Linked DNA regions of Anser cygnoides: all the other regions are linked to region 2. The links are chromatin contacts, called in public Hi-C maps. All regions are on one chromosome and are shown on one strand. Each heading gives the region's core, a stretch centred on a gene start, on an enhancer-like site or on the middle of the called end of the contact. The rest is flanking DNA. Distances are from core to core; before and after follow the strand shown.

What was found. Hi-C and Micro-C count contacts between places; a contact is called where the count stands out from the background.
Region 1: a Hi-C map of liver shows a contact between it and region 2, with 1.8 times the contacts expected there. The contact joins the promoter of SNX16 here to the promoter of MRPL53 in region 2. A contact is called at or near these places in 2 of 7 Hi-C or Micro-C datasets (both in liver).
Region 3: a contact with region 2 is called in a Hi-C map of liver, with 1.7 times the contacts expected there. The contact joins the enhancer-like site here to the promoter of MRPL53 in region 2. A contact is called at or near these places in 2 of 7 Hi-C or Micro-C datasets (both in liver).

The regions. Positions count from the first base shown.
Region 1 is chr2:133,932,253-133,935,556 of Taihu_goose_T2T_genome, reverse strand. SNX16 (sorting nexin 16) reads left to right here and starts at 1,595. Exons shown (of 8, transcript XM_048068372.2): 1 at 1,595-1,701.
Region 2 is chr2:133,724,538-133,727,397 of Taihu_goose_T2T_genome, reverse strand. It overlaps MRPL53 (mitochondrial ribosomal protein L53), which reads right to left and starts at 1,540. Exons shown (of 3, transcript XM_013172413.3): 1 at 1,385-1,540; 2 at 829-941. The coding sequence starts at 1,473.
Region 3 is chr2:133,550,524-133,553,583 of Taihu_goose_T2T_genome, reverse strand. No RefSeq gene overlaps it. Among named protein-coding and RNA genes, the nearest start is that of ZNF704, 7.0 kb to the right of the region's middle. Within about 2 kb of position 1,608, at least 3 of the 3 cell types and tissues checked have open chromatin away from gene starts, as enhancers often do. A contact at or near this core is called in liver, where this site is marked.

The DNA of each region.
Region 1 (3,304 bases), core at 346-2,845, 210 kb before region 2:
TCAAATTCTCTGGTTTCTAGCAGTTTTTCTCTTCCAACTCTATATGCTAGAGGACATTTGTATCTTGACTGAGACAAAGTGAAATGTTGAGCATACCATGTTCAGCAGTGTGATTTTCAGAATGCAATTGATTAAATCTCCTCAGACATTATATAACGCATTTCAAAAATTCAGTATATTACCCCTGTTGAGTACTACATATTTGAAACAGACTTGGGAATTTAAACAGATAATTAGATCCAAAAATGTTCCCTGTGCCATGGCTTCTGTACCAGTCTTTGACAAATGCATTTCAACTCTATTAATTCTATTCATGATGAATGCAAGCTACCCTGCCAAATCTGAGGAAGTTAGTTGAAAAGAACAACATCAATTAAAAAAATAAATTCAAAATAAATTCCAGTCTGATGTGCTATTTAAACAATGACACACACAATAAAATAAAATAAAATAAAATAAAATAAAATAAAATAAAATAAAATAAAATAAAATAAAATAAAATAAAATAAAATAAAATAAAAAATAAAAACACAATTTCCTTTGACTTTAGGAATATAATCCCAGCAGAAGAAGCATTACACTCCAGTGGTGACACTAGCTCCCAGACTAGTATATATTGAAGGGGTAATGCAACAGGACTACGCTACTGTTTGCGATCACAGATCGGATCATCTCACTGGCCAGGTTTTAAGGTACCAGGCATGTTATAAGCAATCAGATCAACTGTGCTGGGTTCAAACACGAGGGGGAATATTTTTTGTTCCAGCATCTAACAGCGCCCACAGCTGTGAGCATGGTGAGGTCTGACAGCAGTCACTGCTACTGTGCTAGCAAGCTGCTGACACACAGAAATCCCAAATATCCAAAGTCCTCAAATACCTTCCAGATAAAGGACTGAAGGGCAGGGTGTAGGGGAATAAAAATAAAGGCAATTCCAGAAAAATAGACACGTGGCAGCCTCAGGATGGAAACTCAATGGAGGAACTTTCTCAGAAATTGTGTGTATTGTATCTGTATGGTGTGTAAATGTCTGGTGTATAAATATAAGGTGTATGAAGATAATGCACTTTTGGACACAGATTGTGCTGCTTTCACTTTCTCCACAATATCACACTCCTCGTTACGTACACAAGTCACTGAGATACTGCAAGGCTGGTTTATTTCCCACATTTTCAAGAAAAATAATGATTTCCTCCTGCGGAGAACACACTCGTCGCCTTTATCCGTGAAATTTAACATGGAACGCCACTACCACAGCTGTTAAGCAGTCACGCCAAAATCTATCGCGACATAGCAGTGACCTGCAGCGCTGTGGCGCGCCACGGCGTTAAAGTTATATGACGTTAAAGCGACATGACGGTAAAACCACGCCACTTGCAGAGCACAGGGGTTGCGCAGCAGGGACTCACAGCCCGCCTCGTCCCACCCAGGGCCAGGCTCGCCCTGCCGGGGTCCCGCAGCCCCCTGCCCACCCTCGGGGCAGCGCTGCGGTGACGGCCGCGCACAAGGCCCGCAGGACCCCCCACGTTCCGCCCCTTCCCTCTGGAACTACAATCCCCACCACGCCACGCGCCGCCTACAGCTCCCGAAATGCCGCGCGGCAAGCCGCCGCCGTGAGCCGCCCGGCGCTGCCTTGGCGGGGCATGACGGGACTTGTAGTCCGCGCGCCGCCCCGCGCCTTCTTCCTCCTCCTAAGCTCAGGTACCGAGCCGCGAGCCCGCCTCCCCGGCACCCGGGGCGGGGCGGGGCGGGGCCGGGCCGAGCCGAGCCGAGCGGGGCGGCGGCGGCGGGAGGCGAGCGGGTGAGCGGGGCGGGGGGCGGCCGGCAGCGGGGGTACGGCGGCGCTGAGGCGGTTGGGGGCCCGCGGCGGTTAGTTTGGGGCGTGGGGGGGGGGGGGCGGCCTGGGTCCCCGTGAGGGGTTGTGAGGGGGGAGGTGGGGGCCGTAGGTGAGCCGAGCCGGCACCGAGTCGTCGTGGGGTGGTTGGTTGGTTGGTTGGTCTGTTTTGGAGTTGTAAAAGCGAACACAGCAAGAAGTTTCTTTAATTTTTTGCTGTAGTTCTTAAGGAACCAGTGTGCCGTAGTGCTTAAATCCTAAAAACGGGTCACCCGGGCTTGGTCGCCCAGGCAGAGACCTGCTGACTGTAACTGAGTGGTATCGCGTAGCCGAAACTCTTCTAAATCCCATTACAAGCCTTAAATAAGGCTTGTTCTGTTTTATGATCTGTTATCCTTGAATTGGATGGCCTACGTGTTTCTCCCTGAGCCTAAAAGCCATTAGCTTTTAAAAGGGGTTGGAATTGCAACAGCTTCAAATTGGAGGCAAAGCCTTTTAAGTGGTTTTGTTGTAGCCTTCTCGCCTCACCTACAAAAAGGGAGGCGAGCGCTGTAAACACCCAGCAGGGTACGTTGCTGTCAGGCCGTCCTGTGGCATGTGACGGCAGGGCTCCTGGGACTCCGTCCTATCCTGTTTCACGCTTAGCAGTCAAGTCCAGCAAATGTTGTCACCTTTTTATTTCATTCTTAATTTGCAGTTGGGGATCAGACTGAACCAAACACGGGTTCTGAACAGGGAGCAAATTTCTTATTAACGAGTAAGGTAGTTAAGTACTTAGACAAGAAAGAGAGCGCGACAGCTGGTTTATATTATAGGTGTCACGAGTGATCTGTTTATTTGGAAAGTTGGTGGGGTGCGATCGTTCCTCTGGTTTAACCCAGCGGTGTGAGCCCAGGCTGCTGTGAAGCTTGAATAGTGCCCACCTAAATCTTCATTCCTTGTTGCAATGATGTGAGCAAGGAGCACTGTGACTTGTCCTAAAGTATCTCATTAAATTGCTTTCTGTTTCTTCTGTGACGTGAATTGGCAGTAAGCCTCTATATACATAGAAGAACTTAAGACCTGGAGTTGTGACCCTCTTTTGAGCATTGTGCCATTTTCACAGGTTTAACCTTTATGAAGTGTATATTAATGTGATTTTACACCCTGTTGCAATTCATAACAAATATTTTAGATATCTGGAGTGTTTGATACTTTTACAGTTTAAGATGAATTTGCATATGCATATAAGTATGGTAAGTTCTGATTTAATATCCTTCTATGTTTTCTGTTTCCTTGAAAAACATATATCGTATTAAATGACATGGCATGCCGTTAGCTCACTTGACCGGATGCTTCCATTGCTCAAAGAATACTCTTCTGTTACTCTTCAGAGTTATAGGAACATGGGTGAGATACTGATAGTATCAGCTCCTTTTATTTAACTATGGGTGTGTATACTGTGAGCTTGAGCAAAGAATGACTTTCACA
Region 2 (2,860 bases), core at 291-2,790:
ACAACCATTGTCAACACTAAAATAATTTGGCTTTCCTCAGCAAAGTTAAGTACATTCAGCACTTTTGGCATTTCTTGTGATTCACTAAATATATAAAAGCTTAAAGAAAAGTGGGTAACAGGAAAAAATAATAATGAAAACTTTAATGGGCTACATGCCATATTGGGCCATTACAGCACAGTAGGAGAGAAGATGCAGCCAGAGAAAAGGACAAAAGCAGATTACAGCCATCTGTTCATAGCCTTGAATCTGGGCTGCTTCCAGAACTGAGGAAATTTCCACCATCATCCCTTCCTCCTCACTGTACTCTCAAAGCAAACTGAGAAATTCATTGTACTCCAGTTGACCTCATTTTGCAAGGCCACCTGCACACGTATGGTCCTATACGAGCAGTTCCTTCAAGCTACATAACAAGTTACTCAATTGTATAAGCAGCTGAAAGTATTAAACTTCTCTGTTCTCAAGACCAAGATACCTCCACCACAGATAACAAAAATTTACAAAGTGAACAGATTCTTACATCAAAACAACGCTACACTTCCTTCCCGGGAACTCTGTTTGATTGTGTGGTCCCACAAGTACGTTACTGCAAAAGCAGACTCAACCCCACCAGATCTAACTAGTGCAAAGACAAACATACATGTTTCTATATATATCAAACTGTCAGTGACTACCTCTTCCTTTTTTTCTCCTGCTGCACAACGTTTAGGTGTGGACCAGAACCAAAAAAAGTAACCACAGCAAAAAGTATTGTAAAGGAGACGAAAACGCTGTAAAAACACAAACTTGGAAGGTTTTTTTTGTAAAGATTAAAAAAGAATTTCTTACCAAACATAACATCTACAAGTGGTTCAGACCCGTCGTGTCTCACATCTGCAGTCACTTCGCAGTTCCTGTTAGTGGCTTGTACTTTTTTACGGCTTATACATTCAAGAAATTTTCTGAAAATGTATTTAAAGATATATTGAGTACACGGTCGGTAGAAATTACAGTAAACATATGGAAGATATTTCAAAAGCTGATTTGAACAGCTTGACATGGCGGGGTGACAAAAGTATAAACATAATGGAATTTGTATTTGATAGTTTCAGACGTACTTTTTATGAGGTAATCACTTGTAAAAATCCAGATGGATGTTCCGTATATACTAACACGTAGAAGGAACTTTGCAAAACTTCAGTGCATTTCTCCCAGCTGGGTTAATAATAAGTTATTTAAATTAACTTGGGGTTAATTGAAATAACCCCAAGGTCACCGTGCCCCCCCCCGCCCCCCAGCTCCTCAGCGCAGGCCCAGGCCGCCCCGCCGGGCGCAGGCCCGAGGCCCAGGGCACACCAACGCTGCCGGGGGGCCGGGGCCGCTGCAGCCCCCCGGAACCCCTCACCTGGTGCTCTCCACGTTGGACTCGAAGGGGCAGAAGCGGACCACGATGCTCTTCACCGGCCGCAGCACTACGTTGATCCTGCCCGCCATCTTCTCGCTGCCCCTCTACTACAACTCCCAGCAGCCCCCTCGCAGAGGCGAGCAGTGGGCGGGCGGGCCGTCTGCCCCAGAGCCGCCTGGGAAATGTAGTCCGCGGGGCGGCTCTGAGGCGGCTTCCTACTCGGGTGTCCCTACAAGCCTAATTTAATGATCTGGGGCGCTCCAAGCTGTGCTTGTGTATAGTTAAAGGAGAGAGGCCAACCGACTCTTCCTTCGACTGTGTAGTGCCCTAAATGCCTGTTTAGGCATGGATTTAAGTACCCAAACCTAAACAGCATAAACACCTCCTCGGGTGTGAAGGTCTGCTCGAGCAGAAACCATTGCAGTCACTATTGCCTCAAGGCTTTGTACTGACCTGCTCCTAAATAGTGTTTGATTTTAGATGTGCCAACAGCACCTGTCTGCCCTAACGCTTAGGCATAACACCTTGATTATGTTTTGCACTTGTTCTGATGATGTTCCATGTTAGGAACTTCTTAATTGGAGTAGTTCTCTTAATATATTATAGGCGTAACTGTGATCCTCCAATGATACTAAAAAGAGGGGAAAAAAGTATATGGAAAGAGGTAATATTTTTGTTAGTCCAGTAGATAAAGTTAGAGAAAAAAGGCAAGCTTTTAACGTAAAATTGACATAAAGGATCTGCTCAGGGCGCCAGTACCACTAAAATTGCATACCATAAGCAGAGGTTATGGAATAAAACTTATGGGGAAGCTATCGTATTTTATCCATAAACTTAAGAATTAAGGTTGCTTGGGAAGTCTGTATTTATTTATTTATTTTAATTTTACTTCTATCCCTATTAAGTGACAGATTTTAATGTCATTCACAAGTACTGTAGTTTATTCAATATGATTGAGTAAATGAGGATATCAATGAGGATAAATATAACGTGTAGGCAATATGACCAAGGATAAATTAGAGGAAATATTTTGGAATATATCAACCAGAAGGGATGCTTGTTGTATTGGAAGTGAATACATTTTTTTCTGATAGGTTAGATACTCAATCTTTAAACAAAGGTTTTAAATATTCGTGTGGTTGGTGTAAGCTGTATATTTTCCACTAGATGGCAGAAACCTCCTTGATAAATTGTTGCAATGGTCTCATTACTTTGTTCTGCTCAATGCTATTGAGATCTTATTAAGGATTAGGGATAGGGTGGAATAAACCTAGTAGTAATGGCATTTGAACACGTTGTGAATTTTTATTTTAATATTCAATACAGACCTATGTTTCCAATCTACAGGAAATGCATTGAATATCTAGCATCCTTTGTAAAGGGTAACCTATTCTTAGAAGCTTATCTTTGTTTATTGGAAGTCCCCTGTGCTCTTTTTAAATTACACAGTTATTAAGAAAAATCATTCTCTTCACT
Region 3 (3,060 bases), core at 359-2,858, 170 kb after region 2:
TAAAGAATACAACAGAGGAGTAAGTTTGCAAAATGCATGTGCAAACGGAGTATCATTCTCTGTAATCTAGTTGCAGATAACTAGTAGGGATAGATGGTGTTGGTTAACTAATCTTTTTGAAATAACTGTGCTACACTTTAGTTATTAAACTTAAAATACTCAAATAATGGTTCGTGTGACAGGCTGCTCACCTAATGCTTTGTGGTAGAAGAGGTTAATTCTTCTTTAAAAATAGAGCCAGTTGTTCTGCAAGATGAACTTCCTGCTCCTGTAAGAAAGAGGTAATCTAGGTCCCACGTCTTTTAAGTCTGGGTTTGCAGCCAACTGAACTTCTGAAGGCAGAAGGGGCAACGTGACCACAGACATAGAGACACAGAAAGAAAGTGATCCAAGTTGTTATCAGAAGCTGCATCAGACATCTTCAGGACACTTACATGTGTCATGGGTAATTATCACAAGCCGCTTTTAGAGGTGTGTAATGTTCATTTGATCACCTACTTCTCCTTTATCCCAGTAAACTCCCTGTGAAAAAGAGTTGTGTTCGAAGGAAAGTTATATGAAGAAATAAATATCAGAAACAAAATTATCGGTTTCATCATCTCTGCTTTCATTCCATGCCCTGGGGCTGCTCCTTCATTCCTACTACTTGACCCCGCCAGCCCCTCACTCCTCTTTCGCTGTCCTTCCTCTGTGCCTACAGCTGTCCTCTGCTATTTTGTGTTGCTCCTTCTCTATGTTGCTTTATTGAGCCGCTTCGCTCTGCCTTTGTTTTCTGCTTTGAGACTGTTTATCTAAGTAACACGTTCCAAATGACTAACTCAGCCAAGGCAGTAGATGCTTCAATAAATTGTAGCTCAAGTAAAACTCATTATCTTGCCATCTACACCAGCCTTGCATTGTGTTAGCACGTTCTGACCAAGCAGCTTTAACACCAAGAGGAGGGAAGCCTCCAGGGTTACTCGGGTGGCTTCTCCCTGGGCTCTCCTCTTCCTTCCGCCCCGACCTCCCACCCCGCTGCTCTGTTCCTCCCACAACAAAGCCTGGAGTAGCAGCTCATTCATATTCTAAAAAAAATATATAAAAAAATGTTTATACACAAATAAGTTTGTTCTGTACACAACCGAAAAAGAACCCTTTGTATCTAATAACACTTTCTGTACCCGCAAGGTTTCCTTCTTGCTCACACAAATCGCTGATTAAGATATAACACACCGCTACCAAAGGGAGCCAGCAAAAGAGAATCACTCTGGTGGCTCTAAACAAAATTCAGCCAATTGTAAACAACAACAAAAAATAATTAAAAGATAATAATTCCAGCCAGAACATTACTCTTGAAAAAGCAATCACAAGAAAATACTTAAAATACTTCAAAATTATTATTATTATTTTTTTTTCATTTTAACAGATCTTCCCTCTCAAAACGAAAGCAAAGCCCCAGCCACCAGGCAGAGCAATAAATGAGATTTAGGACGTGAAATGTAAAAATGTTCGCTGTTTCCTGGGGAGGGCTGCTGCAGTTTAGGAACTGAGCTCGCCGCAGCTGCAAGTCACAGCCTTGACTGCACTGCGAGCTCAGGAAGTGTATTCTGCCCCAAACCCACAGCCTGTTTAATGTTACACGCTTACATTGGTATTACGTCTGTAAAATATGTAACTGAGGGAGTACAAACTGTCCCGATCTAACTCAGCTCATAAACTGCGGTTTCCAGTTGGTCAAATTTTAGCTTGAAAACGATGAGATGCGACTGAGCAAAGTTTTGGTCTTTGCATGCATTTGCCGATTGCCGACTGTTTACTTATTTCAAGTTTCCAAATCTTATTTATTTTCACCACAGACGAAGGTTACAAACGCTCTACTTGGATTTTTTTTTTAAAAGGGAGCTGAAAGTCTTACGCAATACTAATTTGCTAACGGGGGCTTTGAGACGTTTATTTACGAGTTATAAAACCGCTTATTTCAAGCGGGGGGCTTATTGACGGGGGCTCCCCTCAGCGCCAGGGGCGCCGGCCGGCCGCCATTTTCCCCCCCTCCGCCCCTCACGCGTTGCCGCGCAACGGCCGCCAACGGGCCGCGCGCGCGGCGGGCGGGAATGGCGGAGCTGGCTGAGGGGGCCGCGCATGGCGGCGGCGGGCGGGAGGAGGAAGCCGAGGGAAAAGCCGAGCGGGATGGCGGCCGGGAGCACGGGGACGGGACCGACGGAGCCGGTCGGGCCCTCGCGCAGCCGGGGGCATTGGAGCGAGGGGCCGGTGGGCGCGGAGAGCCTGTGGAGACCGGTGGCGCCGCTGCCCGCCTCAGCTCGTCTCCGGGTGTGTGACGGAGAAAGGCGGGGAGAGGTCTGGTGCCGAGCGAGACGGCGTTGTGCCTGTCCAGCTCCGGGGTGTTTGGTGGCTTTATTTATTTATTTTATTTTCCTGGAGGAGAGCAGGGAGGGAGAGGCAGGAAGAGGTCAGGCGGATTTCCCTAGGGGAATGGGGCGGCTTGTTTCCAAAAGGGGGCGGGGGAGGAGGAAAGAAGCGACTCAGAGGTGGCTTTTCCAGGGTTAGTTTCGGTTTGGTTTTAGTTAGGGGAAAACGGGCCGTCCAAGCTGTCAGGTTTTCGGAAGACTCCCCAGGAGCACCTCCAGAGAAACCTCCATCAGGGAACTTCCCTGAAAAACACAGCAAACACGGGTCTTGATGAGCCCTGTGTACCCACTACGAATTGGGAACACGTACACCGTGGAGCATGGCTCCAACCCTCAAACTGGTGTCCTGGCTTTCAGTTAATAAATTCAGAAAATCTTCGTGGTTTGGGTGATCCCCAAGTTATCTGGCTAGCTGGTGTTTCCCTTAACTTCTAATTACTATAGAATTTACTTAAAGAGCCTTTGGGGTTAATGTCAGCGTGGTAATGCAAGCCAGAAATCTGGAGTGCTGTTTTCCAAGCAGAGAGCATTCATTTCCAAGATTGAGAATTTACGCAAATAAAATTATGCTATCATAAGATAGGTAGCAGTATGATCAAAATAAAATTGTATCTGTTGCTTAATTTATTGGATGAAATGTTTTTATTGCTGACAT